2 separate regions of the Mus musculus genome follow, and region 1 is linked to region 2. The links are chromatin contacts, called in public Hi-C maps. All regions are on one chromosome and are shown on one strand. The core of a region is the stretch at or near the end of the contact, and the rest is flanking DNA. Distances in the headings are between cores, read along the strand shown. Region 1 holds the start of Frs3 (fibroblast growth factor receptor substrate 3). Region 2 holds the start of Dnph1 (2'-deoxynucleoside 5'-phosphate N-hydrolase 1).

Region 1 (4,847 bases), core at 813-3,312, 1.2 Mb after region 2:
CACTGAAGCTGTCATCAGACACACCAGAGGAGGGCACCAGATCCCATTGCAGATGGTTGTGAGCCACTGTGTGATTGCTGGGAACTGAACTCAGAGAGCACTCACTGCTCTTAACCACTGAGCCTTTTTTTTTTTTTTTTTTTTGAGACAGGGTTTCAGAGCCAAGGCTGGCCTTGAACCCCTGATCCTCCTGCCTCCACCTCCAAAGTGCTGAGATCCAAGGCAGGCACCACCACAGCCAGCTTTGCAGCAGCAATTAATGAACAGGCCCAGTGCACCGGTTTAGCCACAGTCCAGATGGGATCACAGCGTCCTTGAGTGGAACTAGCTAAAGTGGAGAAAAGATGAGCCCTGCCCTCAGTGAGGTCTGCAGGCTGGGACCAGTGAATAATAAGAAACAGAGTAGCCAGGGAGAAGAACTGGGGTCCTGGACGGGAATTCTAGGTGAAGGACTGGGTTGTGTCCGGTGGGGATAGCCACAGCAAACTTGTATGTTTATTCAGTGTCTGAGATTATTCTAGAACTAGGATGGAGTCTGACAGCAGCTGGGCTCAGGAGGACGGCCAGTAAATCACTGAGCTTTGGGGATGGGCAGCAGGCTCGGTTTATAACCATCTGAGTACCACCCAACTCCAAGCGCTCCCTCAGTCCCCCTTCCTATACCCAGTACCACCCTTCCCTATTCCCCCGCTTCCCACCCACCTGCTTCCTTCCCGTTCTGTCCCTCAGGTCAGGTTTCCTGTGGAAGGTGGCCAGAATGGACTGTCCACACTCAGGGCTAGGAACAGCCACACCCCTTAGCACCGGTTCAGCTCCATGCAACAAGTCAGGGTGTGTGTGTGTGTGTGTGTGTGTGTAGGGGGGATAGGTTCTGGGGCCCTAGAAGAGGACTTGTACCCTCTTCAGGATCAGTTCTAGTTTGCGTGGAACTGTCCAACACAGAAATAACTATCAGAAAACAGACCTCTACCCAACACCCTTGCTGTCCCCCACCCAAGGACAACCTAATTCACCTCCCGCTACCATTAGACCCCATCTTACTAACATTCTGGTTTCCTTCCATAGTTCCCTTCCTCTCTCCTCTCAGGTAAGAGCAGGCCGAACACTGGCTTCCCACCGCCCTCTCCCAGATGCAACTAGGTTCCAGGGGTCGACCTTCCCCAAACAACACCGGTCCTTGGAAGAATGAGCCTGAGAGGCACTAGAGAGCAGTAGACATGGGAAAGTGTTCCTGACACCCAGTGGAAAAGGAGTGTGGGGGGGGGGTGTGCGCTTTCACCAAGTGGCCTCTAGGTATAGCCCCCAAATTTTCCTAGAACTTGGCCGGTCCATCTGCGAGGCGGAGGGAGGCTCAATACGTGCTTACCGAGTTCGCTTGGGGTCCCTGTCTAGCTGCTGGTTTAGGAGTGGGAATCAAGAATCCGAAAGGGTCTCTGCGTGGCTAAGCACCAGCGCAGCACAGGAGAGATCTGCCGTCGGCCGCGCCCCCAAGTGGCCCTGACAAGGCGGGTGCTTCAGACCGAGGAAAGCGCTTGTGGGTCTCAGGGCAAGAAGGGCACAGGCACCGGTGGACTTGGCTACGCGATGCACGGACGCCAAGCTGCGAACTGTCCGGACTCTCCCGGCCCGGCCCGCCCCCCGGCTTAAGCCCCGCCCCCTCTGGGCCTTTACTGCCCTCCCCTTTGTCCCCAGAGATCCCTCGCCACTTCCCCTCCTGGATTCCGAGTCTTGACCAGTCTTCTCTGATCCGCTTTGCTATGGTGACTCTCTTCTGCTTGAGAGATTGCCCCTACCTCTGTCCCCGTCCCGCCCCGCCGCGCCCCCTTCTCCAGACAGGCCACGCCCCTCAGGAGTCCTAGTCGCGGGCCCCGAGCGCCCTCTGGCGTCTGCGCATGCTCTCTGTCCCCGACTGCAGCAAAGTCCTCCAAAGGGACCTTCTAGGCTGCGTGCCGGTTGCCCCGGCTCGGGTCGGTCCGCCCGCAGCGTCTCGTTGGTGCAGCCAGCGACCTCCGACCCCGCGGGCGCGGGGCGGGGCGGGGCTGGGAGGCCTTAGCTGCGGGCGGGCGGCGGCGGCTGCTGCAGCGGGACCCGGGAGCGGGGCCCGGCGCCGCCTGGGCCGCGGGGCGATGTGAGTCGGGGCGCGTCGGGGCGGGGACCAGGCGGCTCTACCGAGGCCGGGTCGTGCCGCACCGCAGTCTCGGCTTCTACCCTAGAAAGCTCCAAGCGGGCGGGCTAGCGGCGGACCCGGGAGCTGGGGGGGCGGGGATCCAGGCTGGGAGCGCGGCCGCGACCTCCGCGTTCCGTCTGGGTATCTAGAAAACCTCCGGTTACCAGTTCTGCTTTTCGCTCCCCAGACCCCACCCTCTTCTCCCCCTAGTTACACCTTCGGGTCTTCGGGATCCCGCAGAACCCCCTCACTTACGCTCCCAACCCTCTGAACCGCCCACAGTCACATCGTTCTCTGCTCAATGGCCCAAAGGCTTCTGCAACCCTGAAATTCCTCAGCCTTTGCATGCTTTTTGCAGCCCATCTTCTCCCAAGGCTTCGTATACATTTTCAGATCTCATACCTCCATCTAGTGCCTGTACCCAACCCTACCTACTTCAGACAGCCTCCCCATCCCACCCAGTATAATCCCCTTTCGATGGGTCATCTGATAATGTGTTTGATATCGCAAAGAAAAAGAGGGGTGTCGGAAAGATGCAATCCCTCTCCCATCTTGCATCCAGTAGCTCTTGACTTCACACCCCTTCCCAACTCCCTGTTGATAGTTTAAACCCCCATGTTTTTTCCAGTGTCTACCTTTAGCCTGCGCACATTTCCTTCAGCCTGCTTCCTCCTTCCAAAGAATAAGCCAAACCAAGAGTGGGCTTCTTTTTCCACACCTAAGAGGTGTGGAAGGATGCAGGACTCGGGGGACCCTGGGAAGTACTGTTTTCCTGGAACAGGAAGGTGGGATTTCAAGGGTTTTCTTCAGAGTCCTGTTTTGTGGATTCATCTACCTAGGTCTCAGCTAATCTGAAATTTTGCCTCTTATTATAGTTGGACCTTTCTGACACTAGGGTCAGAAAGTCTGTCCAGCATTCAAATGTGAAATGCTTTATAGCTACTTCTTTTTTTTTTAAGATTTATTTATTTATTTCATGTATTTGGGTATACTGTCGCTGTCTTCAGACACACCAGAAGACGGCATTGAATGCCCATTACAGATGGTTGTGAGCCACCATGTGGTTGCTGGGAATTGAACTCAGGACCTCTGGAAGAGCAGCCAGTGCTCTTAAGTGCAGAGCCATCTCTCCAGCCCTGTATCTACGTCTAGAAACTACCTCAACTAGAACTCCCATAGTTGACAGATGTTTCCTCAAAAACAAACAAACAAAACAAAACCAAACCCTAGGGGCAGGAGTAGAGATGGTGGAGGGAGAATGATGAGCCCCCTACCCCAGGTATCATAGCAGCAAAGCAATCTAAAATGCTGGTTTCCAGAGTCCTAAGCTGGCACTCTTGCTGAGCTAGCACAGTGATACTGTTCTTCTGAGAAAGCAAGCTTTTTATAGGGTTAAAATCCCCTGCAACGGTCAGGGTATGTGCTTGGGTTTGAGGTTTTGTTATGTTTGGGGACGTTTTGTTTTTTGGAGGGCAAGTTGTGACGGGGTTTTTCTGTGTAGCCTGGGCTCTGTGGACCAGGCTGGCCTTGAATTCAGACATCTCCTGCTTTTGCCCTCTGAGTGTTGGGATTCAAGTCATGGGCCACCACCTCCCTGCTAGGCGATATTCTGGGAGGATTCAGAGGGGCCTCCAGTGAGGGCTATGAGCTGAAGGTACTGGGCACCTCACACTGTCTTTGGTCCTGAGAAGTCCCTTTCAGGGCTGAGAATTTGTGTTCTTTTCATTCAGAATCTTGCTTTGCTCATTGGTCTTTCTGACTCACTAGAACCCAGAGCAAATCAGTTCCAGTGGGCTACACTGATCACAAGTCTGTTTCCTGAAGAGTTGGGGTTGAGATTGGGTCTCCATGAATGTGTGGTCTCTGTCTCCTGTCCTAGGTGAGCCCCAGGTGTGACCCCAGGGATCCAGGTGACATCTCTGCAGACACTCTGCCATGACACCCCACCAAGGACAAGGGGACTAAAGGAGGAACCATTTCCCATGCCCCTCCCATGGTCAGCTCCCCGATGGCCTGGGTGAGGTAAGGAACATGGCTTAGGTGTCAGCTTTGGAGAGTCTCTTCATGTGGGAGGAATGGAGGGAACAGGCGGCTGGATGGCTCGGGTTCTACGGCAGCAGTAGACATTCCTGGATAATCCACTGTCTCCTTTGTTTGTTTGTTTGTTTTTTATTCTTTGCAGCAAAGTGAACCTCTTAAAACATCTGGCTGGGGCCTAGGAGCACCTTAGAGCCCTTGAGTAACAAGTGTGAAGTGCTGGGTTGGATCCTCAGCTTTAAAACCAAAACAACAACAAAACCTCTGTTTGGGATCTCTCCGTGTAGCTCTCATTCCCTTAGGTCCCAGAGGTCTCAATGCTGTCCTCTCCATATTAAGGCAGAAACCTGTCGGTTGTGACATGTCATCCGATTACCAGTGTCCTAGAGGGAAAAACCAGCTGAGGTCTCTTATCTCTGATCTGGCCTTTGGGAAGGAAGCTCAGCCTTAGCTGTTTGAGAGTGTTGGGAACCAAATCTGTCTACAAAGAAAGGCTGTACCCTGCTACTGGCCAGCTACCCGCTGGGGCCCAGCACTTTCTGTTCTTCTCATCGAAGAAACAGAGTGTGCACCTCGGACTCCCAGAGCTTGGGAAGCAGACACAAGGGGGTCTCTGTGAATCCCAGTGTTCAGTCCTCAAGTG
Region 2 (4,767 bases), core at 1,845-4,344:
TCACTCTGTAGCAATGGCTGGCCTGAAACTCATAGAGGCAGGCGCCTGTGTCTCCTGAATGCTGAGATTAAAGGTGCGTGGCCATCATGCCTGACAAGAAAATAAATCTTAAAATCAAACAGGGAGATGGGGGGGGGAGTGTTGGGGAGAGGAGATGATGATGGAGCTAGAGATGGCTCAGCAGTTAGGAGCACTGGCTGCTGTTGCAGAAGCCCTGGGTTTGTTCCCGGCACCTGCATGGTATCTCACAACTGTCTCTAACTCCAGTTCCATAGGACCCAGCATTCTCTTCTGGCCTTCCTGTGCAACCACATGCCGCACAGACCCAGATCCAGGCTGAACACCGATACACTTAAAATTGTAAAAAAAAACTAACAATATTTTTTCAAAGATAACCTTTAAAGAAAGACACAACCTGAGTGAGGAATGCTTGAAGTGTAGCATGATGCGTTAAAACCTTTAGTTCTGTTGAGTATGGAAATAAAGGCAGTACTTATTTTTGGAGGGATTGGAGGATGTGAGGGGTTGGATGAGGATACAAACTGTGGGGAGCTGGAACACCCTATTGTTTAAGGGGTTGGCGGGAGTGGTGGGGGGAGGACGTACCCCAGAGCCTCCAGCACCAAACACGATGCTCCGCTCCACTCCGCTCCAAATCTGAAGATATGTTTCTTGGCACAAGCAGTAGCACTGAGAGTGTTTGTACTATAATTATTATTTATTTGAAGTAATTTTTTGTAGACAAGTTATTATTATAGTTAAAGCAAAAACTTGGGACAGGGTCTGGGCCTGGGGTTCTAGCAAAGTAGGTAGAGTGCTTGCTTGGTATTCCTCAAGCCTCCATGCTTCTGTGTAGCTGTGAACACATTCGGAAGGATTTCATCAAGCAGGCTCGAGGACATTAGACCAGACATGGAAGTGGGCGATGTAAGGCTAGGAAGGGAACTAAAGGTAGCCTGAGGTAATGTGGCTGTGGACCTGCAATGTTCCGACTCTCTGAAGTCTTATTCAGTCATCCTTGGAGAAACTTTAACACAAGAATGGCTTTTTCTGCAGAATTTCACTTCACATACCTTAACAAAGTTTTCCTCTTAGTTCAGGTCTTTGACAATTTCATACCTACCTGTATTGCCTTCTGGTTACTCTCTTCCCCCTACTCTCTTTCATCTCCCTCTCTCCCCTCCCTGTTGGTAGGCTTTGTAACCCATTTAGTTTAACAGGGGCCATCTATGTGACCCTTGGGTTACAACAAATGGGTGGAGCTCAGTGCGGTGCCCAGTGGATGACGGCAGAAAGCATCCCCTTTTCTGTAACCTATCAATAGGAAATAGTTTAGCAGTGAGGATGAGGGTGGTGGCCTCTGTGCATGCATGCATGCATGCATCCAGGCGTGGCTGTGGAGAGTTTTGTTCTTCTGTAGACCCAGGGTGTCCATCCTAAGACCAGTGCTGGTGGCAGCGGCAATGGCCATGTCCTTGATAGAATAATGCATTTCACAGCTCTTCTGTAACTTGTGGGCCACTGGCCCCCCCTGGTTTTATCCTAACTAAGGTGGGGTCACTGAGGGGCTCTCCATCTCCTCAGAGTGGCTAGCAGACTGTGGTAGGAAGAGCTGGAATGGGGAGATCTGGGGAGGGGCAGGGCCAGAGCGGTGGCCATGGAAATGGTGGGGAGTCAGGCTCTAGAAAGTGTAACCGTCTTGCCCGATTCCATATCTCTGTACCCATCAATTAGAGCATTCCTTAGCCCTCGTCAGAAGAGCTTCTTTTTGCAGATTAATAGGGTCTCTCGGAGACTGTAGAGTGTTTGAATGTAAATGGGCCATCTCCATGGAAGAGTGGGTTGAAAGACAGAGGGACTGCCATGAAAACATTGTTTCTGGACATGACAGTGGGGTTACACACATAACTCATAGAAGCTATGACTGCCCGTGCACGATCAGGCTGGTCCAAACCCTACCCTGTGTGGAGAAGGGCCCCATGCCAATAGCTGAAGCGTTGCTGACAGCTAACAGCTGGTGAGGCAGGCACGACCCTGAGAGGCTGCCTGTACTTGTTCCAGTAGATGGTTCCACACCGGTGCACACATAGGTAGCACTAATGGGCTCAGTGGGTAGGGAGGGAAGCTGTAGAGATGGTTCAGTGGTTAACAGCACTGGCCACTCTCCAGAGGACCCAGGTTGGATTGTCAGCACCTGCATGGTGGCTCACTGTGTCTGTAACTCCAGTTTCAGGTTAGCTCATTGTGCTCTTTTGGCTTCTTGGGGCATCAGGCATGCACATGATGTAGAGATATAAACTCAGGCAAACCACCTGTCTTAGTTAGGCTTTTACTGCTGTGCACAGACACCATGACCAAGGCAAGTCTTATAAAAAACAACATTTAATTGGGTCTGGCTTACAGGTTCAGAGGTTCAGTCCATTATCATCAAGGTGAGAGCATGGCAGTATCCAGGCAGGCATGGCACAGGCATTGCTGAGAGTTCTACATCTTCATCCAAAGGCTGCTAGTGGAAGACTGAGTTCCAGGCAACTAGGGTGAGGATCTTATGCCCACACCCACAGTGACACACCTATTCCAACCAGGTCACACCTATTTGAACAAGGCCACACCTCCAAATGGTGCCACTCCCTGGCCCAAGGATAAACAAACCATCACAACACCTATACACATAAAATAATAAAATAATCAAAGATAATAATTATTTTAAATAATAAATAAAAATGAAGTTGGTGTAGGGGATAGAAGATGGATTGGAGGGGAGAGAGAGACTGGGTTAGATTTGATTAAAACACTACATACATGTATGAATAATAAAATATTTTTAAAATAAGTTAACAATCTTTTTTAAATTTTGGAAAGATTAATGAGAGCCAATCACAGTTGCCTATGGATCCCGTACAGAGTTTGAGAGCACTGAGATCCGTACAGAACTACTTGAATAGCTAGGAGCTGGGGAGGGGCAGGTCACGGGGAGGAGTCAGAACTAATGAGCGGGTTGGCTCGGGAAGAGCCTATCCGGGAAGAGAGCGAGCTTGAAGAAGGTCCCCTTACCTCTGGGAGTCGCTTTCCCAGGTCACGTGGTAGCGGCGGCAGCGGTTGCCCGCGCGCGGCGATGGCGGCATCCGGGGAGCTGGTTCCATGCTCTGTGTACTTCTGCGGGAGCATCCGCGGCGGGCGGGAAGACCAAGCTCTGTATTCGCGGATCGTATCCCGGCTGCGGCGCTATGGGAAGGTGCTCACTGAGCACGTGGCTGATGCTGAGTTGGAGCCGCGTGGTGAGGCGACGCGGGCTGGAGACTCGCAGGCTGGGGACCTGTAGGCTAAGGGGACCGGCTGACTAGGGACTTGCCGGATAGGAGACCCACTGGCTAGTAGACATTCAACCTGGGGAACCCGCAGCTCATGTGACCCGCAGGCTAGACCGGAGGCTAGGGGATCTGCAGACTAGGACCTCGTAATGGTTAGGGGACCGGCTGGCTATGGAAGGTCCTGGATTATATGTGTACGTTCCATGCGCAGGTCAAGTGTCCCTGTCCAGCACACTGGAAGCAAGTGACAGCCCAGACCCAGCTTTGGGCTAGCAAGGCTTTGATAAGCTGGTCTGGATAAGCACTCCTCCAGTAGGAAAGTTGTACCTAGAACTCTTGTATTTCTGCTCCAAAAACTTTTAAGTAGATCTCCCTTGCCCCATGCAAGAACAAACTCCTAAGCTGTGGACTCTAAAGCAATTCTGGGAGAATCTTTTAAAAGACAAAGAATCAATCGTAGGCAAAAAATGCCAGGGGATTGGAAAGAACCTGTTTGTGCTTATGCTTGGCTAGCGCATGGTGTGTTTTGTTGATAGTTCTCCACCTTCAGCGCCAATGTCAGCACTCTGGAGGCAGAGGGTAGGATGAGTTCCAGGCCAACCTGGGCTACAGAGTTAACCCCTGTCTCAAAGAAATGAGACAAAACAGTCTACAGAGTGTGATAGCCTGGAGAAAACCTTTGAATCTGGGTTTTCTCCCCTAGTCACTTTTCTTGCTTTTTCTTTTTCTTTTCTTTATTTTGGAAACAGGCTGTCATAAACGCACAGTGACGTCAGACTTGTAGCCAAGGATGGCCTTAGAACTCGCCATCCTCCTGCCTTCACCGCCCAAGTGCTAGAACTACAGGCACCTGCTGCTACACACAACTTGTTAGTTTGTTTTTTGAGACAGGGTCTCTCTACATATCCCTGGCCATCATGGTACTTACAGTGTAGACCAGGCTGTGTTGGAACTCACAGATTTCCCCAGCCTCTGCTCCCGGGGCTGGGATTAGTGCTATGAGCCATGATCCTCAGGCTCACAAAAGAAGTTTTAGACAGTGTGGTTCTGCTCTGCCACCTGCAGAGCCTTACCGTCCTAAACAGCAGAGTTGATTCAAACTGGAAACTGTGATCCTGGCTCTCTGACCCCAGACACGCCCCTTGGATTCCGGGTGAGTCAGACCTTTTCCCCACACGCACCCAGCCCCACCCACACGTGCCTCCGTGAACAGGATTGCATTTTTCTTGTGGCTGTTTTGTTCTTCATCCCTTTAACAGACTCCTCTCCTGAACTGGCTTTTGAAGGTGCTGGGGCAAGGGTTCCCTCTCTCTGCCCCTCTCTGAGCAGGGTAGATTTGAGAAGCAGCGAGAACATAGAAGTTACTAGGTACTGAGTTGGGGTAGGGACCATCTCTGACCAGCTTGCCCTCAACCACAGGGGAAGAGGCTGCTGGGGGCGACCAGTTCATCCATGA

What was found. A called contact is a pair of places that touch in the nucleus more often than the background predicts.
Region 1: a Hi-C map of B cells shows a contact between it and region 2, with 6 read pairs. The contact joins the promoter of Frs3 here to the promoter of Dnph1 in region 2. A contact is called at or near these places in 1 of 39 promoter capture datasets (liver), 1 of 484 Hi-C or Micro-C datasets (B cells) and 1 of 115 datasets of contacts at active chromatin or transcription factors (pancreatic cancer cells).

What each region holds. Positions count from the first base shown.
Region 1 is chr17:47,693,145-47,697,991 of GRCm38.p6, forward strand. Frs3 (fibroblast growth factor receptor substrate 3) reads left to right here and starts at 2,063. Exons shown (of 7, transcript NM_144939.2): 1 at 2,063-2,128; 2 at 4,047-4,189. It overlaps Prickle4 (prickle planar cell polarity protein 4), which reads right to left and starts at 1,592. Exons shown (of 7, transcript NM_001290337.1): 1 at 1,367-1,592.
Region 2 is chr17:46,493,695-46,498,461 of GRCm38.p6, forward strand. Dnph1 (2'-deoxynucleoside 5'-phosphate N-hydrolase 1) reads left to right here and starts at 3,095. Exons shown (of 4, transcript NM_207161.3): 1 at 3,095-3,278; 2 at 4,731-4,767. The coding sequence starts at 3,116.